Regions from separate parts of the Sus scrofa genome. Here region 1 is linked to region 2. Evidence: chromatin contacts called from public Hi-C data. All regions are on one chromosome and are shown on one strand. The core of a region is the stretch at or near the end of the contact, and the rest is flanking DNA. Distances in the headings are between cores, read along the strand shown. Region 1 has its middle 740 kb from the start of STXBP6. Region 2 holds the start of NOVA1 (RNA-binding protein Nova-1).

Evidence for each region. Hi-C and Micro-C count contacts between places; a contact is called where the count stands out from the background.
Region 1: a contact with region 2 is called in a Hi-C map of brain, with 5 times the contacts expected there. The contact joins the enhancer-like site here to the promoter of NOVA1 in region 2. A contact is called at or near these places in 1 of 5 promoter capture datasets (liver), 5 of 47 Hi-C or Micro-C datasets (adipocytes, brain, embryonic fibroblasts and 1 more) and 1 of 2 datasets of contacts at active chromatin or transcription factors (skeletal muscle).

The regions. Positions count from the first base shown.
Region 1 is chr7:73,621,681-73,624,712 of Sscrofa11.1, reverse strand. No RefSeq gene overlaps it. Among named protein-coding and RNA genes, the nearest start is that of STXBP6, 740 kb to the left of the region's middle. Within about 2 kb of position 1,407, at least 8 of the 83 cell types and tissues checked have an H3K27ac peak or open chromatin away from gene starts, as enhancers often do. A contact at or near this core is called in brain, where this site is marked.
Region 2 is chr7:72,803,879-72,806,888 of Sscrofa11.1, reverse strand. It overlaps NOVA1 (RNA-binding protein Nova-1), which reads right to left and starts at 1,751. Exons shown (of 5, transcript XM_021099190.1): 1 at 834-1,751. The coding sequence starts at 969. LOC102166401 (a long non-coding RNA gene) reads left to right here and starts at 1,949. Exons shown (of 3, transcript XR_001305691.2): 1 at 1,949-2,333.

The sequences.
Region 1 (3,032 bases), core at 158-2,657, 820 kb before region 2:
TGTATTTTTGCCAATGCAGGTGATCCCGGGAAATCTCCTAGCTAATTATTCTTAGTTTGTTTTTTTTTTTTAAAGCATTATAAAGCAATGGAACAACTAAATAGTCTTTATGTGTTTTGCACATGGATCACAGCAGTACTCTAAGCTCTCCTGACTTGCTTTGGCAAAATGAAACATTTTTCAGTTCAAGGATGCTTTCTTTTTCATCATGTCACCATGTGGCTATCATTACCACTATTATGACTACCACAATTATCTGAATATTTAATAAGTGTATATTTAATGAGTGCCATTAGGCAGTGGAAGCATGAAAAACCTCCACCTCATTAGCCAGGGTAAGTTATCAGAGTTAATCCACAACTGATGGCTTGTTCCTATTCCTATTGCATCAGCTCCACAGACCCTGTATGATTCAGGAAGACAGCTTCCAATGCAGAGAGCTCCAGGATATTATGGCTTCCTAGAACTGGGCAGGCACTGTCTCCCAGGAAATTCTACGTTCCTTCTCTAATGCACTTCATCTCTTCCAGATACAATCTCAGAAAACAACTGAACAGTTTGTGAGGTGGAATCATGAGACAAATAGTAGAGGGAATTATATGCAGTATCCAATGGGATTGTTTCTTGTACTGTACCATCTTATAGGGGACTATAGCTTTAACCATAGTCTCAATGCTAAGAACAGATCTAAAGAGCGTTAATACTACTTGCATCAAGTTTCTGACCTACCTTTTGAGTGCATTACACTATTTAGAGCACTATTTGGAACACTAGAGGAGAAATGTATGAGGAAAGAAGGCTGAAGGGATACTGGCTTTAATTTCAATTTCTTCTGAATTAGATCACATTCTAAAATCCCAAGTGTACACATTAGTCTACGAAGAGGGAAATAATTATGAAAGTGCTCCAGTCACCACTGCATATGGCCAGACTGCTTGCTAGAAGCAAGGATAGGCGACAGTGCAAGAACATTTTGTCCTGCATTAAGCCCTGCTTCTCTCAGAGGCTCAGTGTCAGATGCCTGGTACTCCGGTTCTTTGGGCGGGTGAGCCAATTAGCACATTCCCTAGTCTGGAACTGTGGTTGCTGTGTCTGTGATCTGCATACTGATTCAGATGAGATTTGACCTTCTGGGCAGAGAAAAACAAGAATCCCAGGTGAGAGGGAACACTGGCCTAGATTTTCCTATCCCTTCTTCCCTATTCTTTATTTCCAGGCACTCCAGCCTGGTAGCTTTTTCTGACTAATTCAGAGACTGGAAAGCAGTTCTATTTTAGCTGAAAATTTAGACCGATGTATAGCAAAAAAACTATTAAAAATCATGTTATTTACTTCCCTCTGCCAATGTCAAAAATGGAAAGCAGGTAGCTCCTTGTCATAGTGACACTCTTGGCCCACATGGGGGCAGTACTAGGTAGTCAAAAGCCTCCAAGAGCTTCCAGGGCCAGCAAAAAGTCTGACAGGAGAGAAACTTTAAATGCATAAAGCAGAATCAGGTTAGATTTTCATAAGCACAAAATTCCTTAAAGCCAATCATTATACCTTTTGAAATGTTCCTACTGAAGGAATTAGGAAAGAAAGATGTCTACCAAATTTCCAGCTGCTGGCATAATCACTTGCCAGGAGATGTCAGGTAAAGTTTTTGATTGATTACTCCATTTAACTTTACTTTTAATACACGTACATGAAACAAACAAACCATTTTTAAAAATCACATTTGCAAACACTATTCTATGTTAGTTGAGAATGGTAAAGGTATATCATAGGTATAAATTTTCAGCTTTTTACTGTCTGATATGATGAATTGTTTTGATAAACTTTTACATAAAGAATTTCTAGGGAAGGTAGATGTGCTAAGGGTACATTCATTGCCAGGGGAAGTTTACCAGAATGTTTAGTGTACAGAGGTTATTGGTGGCTTAAGGATACTGAAGAGAGCTCTTTCAGATAGGCCTTGTTAGCTATATTTCCACAACATGTATTACCGAAAGACTCAAAGTCATAAAGCCATTGTTTCTTACACAGAGGAGAGCCTACATAAAATATGCATTTTTTTAGATGGTGAGTCACATTCCAACCTCCAGAAAACAGACCTGGAATTTAGCTGATGAGCTCCTAATCCTGTTAGGCCATATGAAAGCAGTGGCAAATGACTACAATAGTCTGGGGCACAGTGGTATGATGCATGCTGGACACCTCTTCAGAGAGGAGTCAACAGGCTCTCCTGGTGATAGTCTGCCTTTAATGTCATTAGCATTGGCTCTTGTAGTCCTCCTTCCTCCCTCTACTTCCTTCTTTTCCTTTCCCAGTCTCTGATCTTTTGGATAAAATTAAACTGAACTGTCTCCATCTTCCTCCTTAACTTTATCCCCCACTCTGTGGATACACATACCAGAATAGTCAGTCGCACCCACAGAAATTGTTTCTCCCCGAGGGGATCATTTGGTACTCAAATGGCTACAGATCCTGTGCCAAAGCAATAAGATTATTGGAGAAAATTCAGTGTTTGCCTTTATATTCACTTTCAAAATCTCATTAGTACATAGGTTATTTTCCCCATTAAACGGCTACTTAGAATAAGGAATATTAAAAAGCACATCTTTTTTCTTGTTTTAAAATGGCAGCTTGGACTAGCATGATGAGAACTGTCTTCCTGTTCCATCAATGTTTTCAACATGGAAGAAATTATCTGCTTTGCCTCACAGTCTGGGATTTGATAAACAAAATTTCTCTGAATGATTTTTCTATTCTAGTTTAGAAAATGATTAAAATGGCTATGAATTTGAACCTTGCCATAATGTTACCTTTAGCATCATCTGGCAAGTTGTGATAAGCAAGTGTTATGTAAAAACTGCTGCACCTACCCCAACCCTTCTGGAAGTCAGTACACAAGCTCCATTAACACTTAAGCACTATTGTACAATCACTTTGTCTGTGTGGCTATACCATTTTAATGAGCATACAGGGAGGTGAACTGCATAGAAGATGTAGTGATAAACAACAGATTAATCTTTTTAATAACTTGGGACTTT
Region 2 (3,010 bases), core at 502-3,001:
ATGTCTATTTAAAGAAACACCGCGGTAAATCCAGTTTCCTTATGTGAATGAACGTTCCAAATTTTTCGGGTGTGCCATTCGCAAGACCCCCATCCGTCTCTAATGTACATGCTGTAGATAAATTCACCTCTGCCTCGATGCATTGGGTGCATTGTTAAGATGACTCCAGTGCAAATGAAGAAGCGATACCGGTTCCGTTATAACTCATCTTCCCAGGAAGCGCAGGATGTTAACTAACAAGTCACAGTACCAGACACCCCCACCCTCGTATGCACACCCCTGAAGACAAATCAATGAGCTATTTGCACCGACAATATAAGTGCTGTAAGAGCATGCACTCATCAAGATTTTGCATACTACTTGTGGCCCAAAGCAAGGGGATGAAGAGAAAAACTCTCCGGTGCCCCAGTCATTTGCTCTCCGCTACCCAAGTGCCATTTATTTATTTATTTTATCAGACTGTTAAATGCAGCGCGCATCTTCGGGCGGCCATCACCTCACTCGGGGTCATCCTCCTCCTCCTTAACGGACCCCCTTGCCCAGGTCTAGGATATTTAAATGGACAGCCTTTCGACCGATTAAATGGAAAGATAGATCTATTCCGAAAAACCGGTCGCCATTTTGATGAATGATAAACACAGAAATGGAAATGTGTAGAGGACGGCGAGGTGCGGGGCAGGTGCAGGGGAGGGGGCGCGAGGCAGGGCGCGGGAGCCGCCGGGTTCGGGCTAGAGGTGTCCGGGCCGCGGGAGGGAGGGAGGACGGCGGGAGGGAGGGAGGCAGGGGCGGGCGGCGGGGGATGGGGCCAGCGGGGAGGTGGAAGCGATACCCACCGCCCGTATTGGTCCTCTTGGTGCTGCCGGCTTCAGGGGGGGCTTCCAGCGGCCTTTTCCGCGAGTCCGGCGGGTCCAGGTCTATGGGAACCCCAGTGTGGGTCCCGTTCTGCTGGATGGGAGCTGCCGCCATCATGTTTGCAGTTCCTGCCGCTTCTACCGGGAGAAGGTTCTCCCTTTTGTTTTGGCTTTTTCTTTTCTTTTCTTTTTTTTCTTTTTTTTTTTTTTTTTTTTTTTTTTTTTGCTTTTGGGGTTTCTTAAGGTTGGTTTGTTTTTGTTTTTGTTTTTAATCGGATCAATAGAAATCTCTTTAGGAAAAAAAAGCAATGTTGCTGGTTTGTTCTCACTGGGGAGGGGGCAGGGCTGTGGAGCAGCTGCAGTGCAGTGTCAGAAAGGAGACAGGGGAATGGAGGGGTGTGAGAGACGGAGGGTGAAAGAAGGAGAAGAAAGGAGAGAGGGGGAGAGAGTGGAGAAGGGAGAGGGGCGAGTGAATGAGCGGGAGGAGGGGAGCGGGGAGGACGGGCAGAGGGAGTGGGAAAGCGCTAGGGCTGGCGGGGCGCGGGGAGAAGCTGAGGAGGAGGGGAGAGTGAGGGAAAGAGTGAATGAGCAGGAGGAGGGGAAGGAGGTGGATGCGGAGAGAGGAGCGAGCGGCGGAGGAGGGCTAGAGCCGGGAAGGAGCGCGGCGGTCCCCGCGCCGCGCTAGCGCTGCGCTCACTCCCGCTGCTGGTGCTGCCGCCGCCGCCGCTGCCAGAGCGGTTCTGCCGTTGCCTGGGCTGCTTGGCGCTGCTGCTGCTGCTGCCGCCCGGTCTCGCTCATTATTTCTCCCGCTTTGGGGGAGGGGGGGTAACGGGGAGGGAGGGGGATGGCTACGAGGGGAGGGTAGTGAGGGGTTGAGTTCGCAGACTCCCACACACTTCGCGCTCGGGTCTCTGCCTCTCAGCAGCGCCGCCGCCTCCCGACGCCGAAGCCTCAGCCTGCGGGGGCGGGCGGGCGGCGAGGAGTGGAGGGGGGGGGCGCCAAAGGGGGAAAGTGAGCGTGTCTGCGCGGGAGTGTGCGCGCGGGGACTGAGCGCGTGCGCGGGGGCGCGCGATGGCGGCGGGGGCGAGGACGGGGGCCAGGGCGCTCCTTTGGGAAGGGGAGGGGTGAAAGGTCGCCTGTCCCCGGCAACACGGCTCAGGCAAACGTAAGCGGCTTGTCGCAGAAACCGAGGGGGTCCAAGAAGCGCGCTAGGCTGGAAGGCGGGAAGCAGAGATTACTGACAGCCGTGCCAGCCAATAATATGGAAACCTGAGAAAGGCTCTTCAGGCCCCTTCCCAATCAGAAAACTTGGGTATGAGAGAGAGTGAAGGGGCGGGATGGGATCTCGGTCCAGCCGGGACTGGAGCAGCGACAATTTTGGCTAGTCTGAGAAGGGCATTCGAGTGACCGTTGACAACGTATGGGACAGCGTCAAGGCTGAGGGAAGAACCTTGACCTCATGCTTCCAGGACTTCTAGCTAGGTACATTAGTTTTTATTTTTAAGAGTTTAAAAAACATTACTTAGCATCTCACACAAGGGCTGTTTTGTACGGCGTGATTTCATCAAGAGTATTTCTCGCACTTTGTGACTTCGTCAGAGAACTTAAAAGTATTAGTCGCCGCCTTAAATCCTTTCGGAAACAAGCCAGGATATAAATAAATACAGCTAGGTACGGATTTCCCCTTCACAAGGCGCCGAGAGGCGGACAGGCAACAGCTGAGTGTGTATCCAAAACTATATACTGAACGAATTATGAATATAGGAATAAAATTCATTGTAATGTGCACAGTTTATGATTATACAGATCTTCGATATATAACGAGCCTGAACCGCAACTCAGAACACTACAGAAAAAACAATTAATGTATCTGGAATAGACGCTGAAAGTCTGAAAAGATTCCGTCTACAGATGAGTAAACTGACTCAGTGAAGTATTTTGCTCAAGGTCATACATCAAGTTGGTAGTTTAATTAAATCTCTGTGCTAGGAAGCAGAGATAGTGGAAAAGCATGAGCTTCGGCGTCCAGAATCTTGGTTTCAAGTCCTTGCGGGCATATTCTAAAAGTGTCTTGAGCAATCCCTTAACATGTTGCTGTGTAGTAAGTGCTTACCATGTGCCACTGCAATCCACTTCACATGTGGTGCTCTTTACTTGCA